2 separate regions of the Gossypium hirsutum genome follow, and region 2 is linked to region 1. Evidence: chromatin contacts called from public Hi-C data. All regions are on one chromosome and are shown on one strand. The core of a region is the stretch at or near the end of the contact, and the rest is flanking DNA. Distances in the headings are between cores, read along the strand shown. Region 1 has its middle 20 kb from the start of LOC107940743. Region 2 holds the start of LOC107899575 (BRASSINOSTEROID INSENSITIVE 1-associated receptor kinase 1-like).

What was found. A called contact is a pair of places that touch in the nucleus more often than the background predicts.
Region 2: a Hi-C map of leaf shows a contact between it and region 1, with 1.6 times the contacts expected there. The contact joins the promoter of LOC107899575 here to the enhancer-like site in region 1. A contact is called at or near these places in 12 of 34 Hi-C or Micro-C datasets (callus, hypocotyl and leaf).

What each region holds. Positions count from the first base shown.
Region 1 is chrA03:108,770,662-108,774,626 of Gossypium_hirsutum_v2.1, reverse strand. No RefSeq gene overlaps it. Among protein-coding and RNA genes, the nearest start is that of LOC107940743, 20 kb to the right of the region's middle. Within about 2 kb of position 1,661, at least 7 of the 9 cell types and tissues checked have an H3K27ac peak or open chromatin away from gene starts, as enhancers often do. A contact at or near this core is called in hypocotyl and leaf, where this site is marked.
Region 2 is chrA03:108,845,172-108,848,825 of Gossypium_hirsutum_v2.1, reverse strand. LOC107899575 (BRASSINOSTEROID INSENSITIVE 1-associated receptor kinase 1-like) reads right to left here and starts at 1,343. Exons shown (of 11, transcript NM_001326878.1): 1 at 1,199-1,343; 2 at 153-285; 3 at 1-68. The coding sequence starts at 1,292.

The DNA of each region.
Region 1 (3,965 bases), core at 412-2,911:
ATTTTTGACTAAGCGCAGATCAAATTTGAATTATTTATTGAATCATAATAATATAATAAAAGCTAAAGAACTTTATTAGTCTTTCCTATGACTATACCGATTAAGACAAGTCTTTAATTATATTATTACTATTAGTAAAATAAATATGAAAGACTTTAAAGTATTATGGAAATTGGAAAATAGAATGTATTTAAATTAAAATTGTTAGTGCATGTCGCATTGAAAACTTAAGATATTATTTGTCTTGATTTTGTTTTTAGGGTTGGATGAGAGTTTAAGGTATTTTTTAAATAATTGAAGAATAAAATTATTATTATTGAAAAGTGATTTATTTTTAAAATTTCATTTTTAAAATTAGATTGTATGTAAATGTATGGTTACTCACCAAAAGGCAACATGAGTGTCTCACTTTTGATGGGATTCGAATACCTGACTAATATCATAGATATTAATTATACATCTTCTTCGGATAATTAATATAATCATAGATGGATATATGTATGTTTTGGATGAAAATACATATAAAGCCCTTTACAACAGATATATACTTGATGATCAATTCACATCGGGTCAATCCATGAAATCATTGGAAACAAACAAAAAATCCGCTGGAAACTAGCTAGTGTTCCATTGCAGCAGCTAGAGCATATCATATGCTGATGCCTGATGCTGAATTGGCTGGGTTTTGACAAAACGAGACAGCTACAGGTTTTCAACATTTTCTTTAGAAGCTTTTGGGCTGATTTGCTTGTAACTTTGATGTTGTATGAATAAGGTTTTCAACAATATTAGTTCATCATGGTCTCTGCTTTACAAAATCTACCTCCATGTTATAACCAAACCAAAGCTAAGCAAATAATTCAGAAGCCTGCCATCCAGTCAAAGTACCTTTTGTCATATACCCTATTACAGTCCATTTATTTTAAAGGGTAAACCATATCCAAGCTTCTGCCATCCAGTCAAAGTACCTTTTGTCATATACCCTATTACAGTAAACCATATCTTACGTTTTAATTACTTTATTTCAAAAAGTAAAAAAAAATTATCATTGAACTATTTGAAAGTTTTTATTAAAGTTGATAGATTGTTAATTATTTAAAAAAAAAATCGGCTTGTAAGTTCCAAGTGATGGTTTGATAATCAGTATAGTGGATTAGTATCTATCGACGAATAGTAGAAAATAACCTAGATTTATGTCAATCTACAGTTAGTGTCGGAGATCGAAAAAGAAAATTGTTTGGATATTTGTTTACAGATTTAAGGCTGTTCCATGAAAAAAAAGCCGAACTATAAAAGAAAAGAGGAATGAGAGTTTTCTATTCGTGCAAACGATGCAAAGAAAGAAGGCTATATAGTGATTTTAACAACTCAATGACTTCAATAAAAAATTTATATAATTCAATGACTATTTTATAACTTTTTAAAATTTAATGACCAAAACATAAACTTACTAATAGTTTAATAATTTTGGTGCACTTTACCCTTTGTTTTAATTGCAGCAGTGACAAACCATGCAGGGTAGATTTCTTTGCTAAAAATATTTGCCATAACTTCAATTAGGACCAGCCCATTTGCTTTACAGTCCAGCTCCAAGCCTCAGCCCTTTGGAAGTCGAACGTAACTATGATATAAAAAGATCATTAGCTAGCCAACCGAGAGCTGCTGAGGCTCAGTACCTACAGCCTATAAGCCCACCGGGCAGCGGCTGCCGCCTTGCCTTGGGTCCTCAGGACGTACGTCCCTCACCTTTTTTTTAGATATCTATTTTACTAATCATATTTGGAGCTTGTGTATGTTCTTTTTAATATTATTATTTTTGGAGTTTAAATATATATTTTTTAAAATGTGATATATTTTATTATTACATCCAATTATTTATAATTTTTTTATAAGTCGAAACTAATTTTAATGAGTTAGCTAAATGTATATAAATGGAGTATAAAGTAACAATAATGATTCCAAATTACCAAGTAGAAATATCTATGCAAGTCACAATAATAATGATTCCAACTTACTACATAGAGTATAAAGTAAGCAAAAGTTTATTATACGCCGTGACATATCAATAAAAATAAAAAGAATAATGCAAATCTTTTGCTGGTGGGGGTTAGGGAATTTGTATCAATTCAGTTTCACAATCATAGCCCTTTTTCTTTCTCCATTATGAATCCCATCAAATAACCACCATCCTTGAAGGGCTTCATTTTGCCTAGGTGGACCACACCGATCCACCATAGCATTGGTCCTTAAGATTTCATTTGAATTAGGTTAAATTTGCTCTTTGTTCCTTCACTTTATAAAAGTTGTAGATTTAGTCCTTATACTTTAATTTGGTCATTTTAGTCTCTTCACTTTTTAAATTTTAAAAATTTCAATCATCACCAAATGATAATTGTTCATTAAGTTTTGTAGTTTCTAAATTTTGATGGGGCAAACATATTATCACATGTTTAATCCCATAATAACTTTTTATTTTCACATATTACTTACTAAAAATCCAGTTAATAAATTAACTACTATCATTTGCGTCAAACCAAAAATTTAAAATTCGAAAAGTACAGGGACTAATAGTAAAATTTAACCTTTAAATTATAGAGTTTAAGGTTATTTACATGTTTTCATAATATTTTATGAGAGATATTTAGTGTTTTGTTAGAGCATAAATTTCTTGCATCGTCACTTAATAACAACAAGATAAATTATAAAACCCGTAACTCAAAAAACAAAAAAGAAAAAGAAAAAGTAATAAATAGATACTAATAATAAGTATAAATTATAAATCCGAAACTTGAAGCTTAATATAAATCTTAAATCTTAAATTTTAAACCATCAAATCGTAAACTCTAAATTTAAAACTTGAAATTAAAAAAATCAAATTATGTTGTTATTAGTTGAATAATTTTTCTTTAGTCAGTTTAATATTCTATATTTAAATTCTGTGCATATGGATAATTATATATATCTCTCCCCTAGGCATTGTCACGGATGTTCACGTCAAAATAGCAGATAGACTTCGATGCTGTATATCAGTCATGTATCGATAGCAGGAAAAAGGAATGATTGGATAAAATCCGAAGTCCACATTCAATATATAAACCAAGTGGGAGGAGCCCCACATCTATTAGTGGTCACAAGGCCAAAAGCAAAAAAGAAAGTGGGGGCAATGAGATAGCAGGTCAGACCAAGTTGCTGAATAGCTTTAGTGCTAAGTTAGTCGTTTGTATTTGTTTAGTATTAACATTATAGCCATTAAACCAACAAGCAGGCTATCAGGCACTCCACTTATTCCCACAAGAAAATAAGTACAGTTTTTTCTTTTATACTGCATGGAAACTTGGGGGGGGGGGGGGAACAGACAAAATGAGCCAACCCTTGTGACTTAATATCCGAGTCATGGATTCAGGCACCTCGTGATCTTTGATTTTTGTACATATATTTTTCAATTATTTTGACCTTATTTAGGAATTAGGATAGAGTTAGCTAGGTAGAGTAAAGCACAAAAAGAGACGAATAAAACAAAAGGTTGACTGATGAACCGCCTCCAAAAATGGCCAATGAGCAATGATTTTGCCTTCGGCATTGGCTTAGAAAACATTAGATGATTATTATGTGAATGAGAAGCAAATACTTTCCGCCCATGTGAGTGTTTACCTGCCTTTTAGACTTACAGGATAACAATGGAAACATCCTACGTACCTTTTTATGCTTGAATAAAAACTAAAATATTATCCGTATAATTATGTTTTTGGTCCTTTAAATTTGATTACGTGATATTTTAATATTAAAAAATTTTTAAATTTAACATAAAAGAGAACAAAAACATCATAGTCCAAATCTTGTCCAGTCAACAAATTTATTCCTTGGCTCTATTTTCTTTCTTTGTTTTTTTTTTCAAACATAACATAAACATCATAGTCGTTTTTGTTTTTTCCCTCATTTATTTATTATTTATTGGGACACATGTT
Region 2 (3,654 bases), core at 94-2,593, 75 kb before region 1:
ACTGCAAATTTGGAAGTGACCCGAGCTGTGGAACCAGTTGACCAGTGAGATTTGCATTCCCAAGATCACTAAATTCACAAAAGGGCAAACATTTAATATTGTGAAACTAGGAACTCAAATTACAACAATGACAGTAGCAAAAATAAACTTACACTCTTGTTACACTATTTTCACTATTACATGTAACATGAAACCATGTGCAAGGATTAACAAGGGTTGGGTCCCAACTTTGTAACACATTATTAGGGTCAACCATATTGGTCTTCAATGCATTCAAAGCATCACCTGTTTCATAAAAAACAAAGCAATGGATCATTGGAGGCTGCAAAACATCAACCAGTATATATATCTTCGGATAAAATATAGCTAATATAGGAACGTGAAGAACTTTCTTAATTACTGTAACTACTTGTGAATCAAAGAAGTGTGTTTCTCATATTTGTAACAGCGGGGGACTTCAAAAAGGAATTAGGGTAAAGAACATTTCAGAAAAACTCCAATGCAAATAAAGCCATATGATAAAACCAGTTTCCGGGGGAAGGGGGGGGGGAGCGCTAATTGTGTACAATTTGGTACTCATAAAACTTATTTCTACATTAATTACGTGATATTTTCATAAATATACATTCTTAATTTTCATATAATTACTTTTCCTTGTAGCATGAATATTATTATAAAAATATATGTTAAGTATTTATAGTTGCTAGTTTTCAATATTATTATATATACTTCAATTTTCTAGCTTAAGGCTTCTTGATCCCTAATTTTGATTCCTTGCTACCTCCCTGAAATATTGAGAAGGACAAAAACTTCAACATAACTTGTAAGGTCCAACACATGAAAACAAAATTCACAGTCGTCAGGCATCGGTGAAGACAATTAGACAAAGCATTGGTTTACTACACCAAACTGAGTATCAAAATCGAGAATCAGAATGTAAATTATATCCAAAAATTTCGAAGAAAAATCATTAAGAAGCGTGCAACTATGCCTACAGTCAAATCAATTAGTACACTGAAGCTAATTGAAATTTGAAACAAGCAGTCAACCTTATTCCACTAGTAAACCAATCAAATAGCTACTAAACTGAAAACCTTCTAATCTCGACCTATAAACAATAATTCCATTTTAAAAAAGTCGGAAAACAAAAATAAATGAATAAAAGAGGAAAAAAAGAGAGAAAATAGTGATAACAAACCTTCGGCATTTCCTGCAACTCTGAAAGCCAAATCAAACACGAAAATCAACCATAAACAAAAGGAAATCAATCGCTGCGTCATATTTTCCTTCATTTTTGCCTACTTTTGTTTTCAAAGAGCTAAATCCCCAAATTCATCATCAATCATCCACTTGACGAATCGCGGAAACATCAATTCAGTCTAAAACGAACATCACAAATCACACACATATCGGCCGTTGACCGAATCAACGAGCAAATAATTCAAAAAAGAAAAGAAAACAGCACGATACACTTCGAAAAAGACTCTTCTGTAATCTAAATCCAAAAGAGAGAATAGAAAATGCTCAAGATTCCAGCAAAATTCTTGATTCTATTTCTCTCACTTGACTTCTACAAGGTAATTATCCCTCTTTTTTTTTTTTTTGCAGTGTTTTGGGGCAAATTGAAGAGAAAGAGGGAGAGAGAGAAAATTATGTTGTGTTTGGTAAGGGGAAAGAAAAAGAAAGGAAGAATCGGAGTTATTTTTATTTTTTTCTTTTATTTTTCAACTATGAAAAATACTTTTTTAAAGAAAATTATGAAAAAAAAAATTTATAGTAGACTGGGTTTTTTCAAACATTTTTGTTTGGCTTAGTCAAAGTAGCATTAAGTCAGCAAAATGTGGTTTCAGGGAGAATTAAAAAAATTTACTAATTACGTTATTATTACACTATGATTAATATTATTATTAGAGATTTATTTGAGAGATATACAGCTTAATGAAATGAAAAAAAAAAAGGGAATTAAAAGGAAAAGCGGAAGCCGGTCAAAGACGCACGCTTCAAAACAACTGGTCCCCACTGTTTGTTCGTTTCTTTCCTTCTTTCCTTATATTTAAAATCTATGTTAATTTTGGTATATTATTGTATTTGCATGTTGTTTTTGATCGCCTAACTTGGGATGAAGAAAAAAAAAATAGGACTAATTGCACAAAGATTCAAATTTTAAATGTTTTAATTGAATTTTATCTATTAATCAGATTCAGTTTAATGTCAATTTAAATATTAAAATGTTAGTTAGTATTTAAAGTAAGGTACTACATAAATATAAATTTAGCTTTTAACAATTTTTTTGTCACTTTTATTTTAATTTTTTATCAATTAAATATTTAAATTTCAAATTTTAATCAATTTGTTTTTTGTTGAATGTAAAAGATGATTAAACTATTAAAATTTTAACAGTACTAACGGGCAGCTCGCATGATAATTTAAAAAGTTTAAATTATCGGTTTAATAAGTACAAACGTGTTTGAAATATGCTCTATATCAAATCTAAGATATTTAATGTCCAAACTCAATCCAACTAGCAAAACAACTTAATTAATATAATTTTACTATTTGATAACTTAATTATAATCATTTTAAATTGAAATATTAATTTGAAATTTATACCACAATTATGAACATTTAAGATATTTAACTCAAAAACTTTATAAAAGCTATGACTAAAATTTTTAAAATAATTATACAAACTAGAACTCCAATTGCATTCCCAAAAAAAAGTTGAATTCATTTATTATTTCAAACAATCAAGAAGATAATTAGCTGCAAATTAAATAAATTTCCATTTTTTTATGTTTACTCTCTGTCTCAATTACTTTTATTTAGCCAAACCTCAACCTCCCTCTTAAAACAAAACCTTAACCGTAGAGGTAAAGGCTCAATCGAGGCGAGATAAAACGTTTGAAAAAATTCGAGTTAGTTGAGTTGATAAATTTTATTTATTAATTAAATTCAATTTAATTTTTTTAAATAAATAGAATTCTAGTCAAGTCGAATCGAATATATTTGTTTAAGTTAATTTTTAAAAAAATCTAAAAATAATTATAAAAATTTTATTTTCCAAAATAATCATAATCAAGTGTATAATATGCTCAATAAAGACTTAAATGAAAGAGTTAAAAGATTGTCTCTTTGAATATCTTTTGCTTCAAATGAAATTAAGAAAATAAATAAATTCCATGAAGAGCACCTGTTGTATCTTTCTTTTATGTTAACTTGGTCATTGCATAAGAATATTATCATAAACCAACAAGTATATATTTGTTCTTTTCAAAGTCACCTAATGTAGTTAGTACAAAAGCATCCTAGGCTCTGAACTCATCATTACCACTAATTTCTTTAGGATTTGCATTTGAATAAAGAGCACAGTTTTGCTTTCACTCGGCAAACCAAAGTTTGAATCTGTTCATTCAACTCTGCAATTCAGAAAACTTAAGGTTATGTCTGGTTCACTGCAATGAGGTAGGACTGTAATTGAATAGAGTTGTAATTGAATAGAGCTGTAATCAGTAATTCAACTGTTTGGTTGAATAAAATGAAATAAAACTGTAATAGTATTCTTGTGTTTGGTCGAATGGAATAATGTTATAATAGCATAAGGAAAAAAACTAAAATGACCAGAATACCCTTAGTAGAATTTTTTGTAGGTAGATG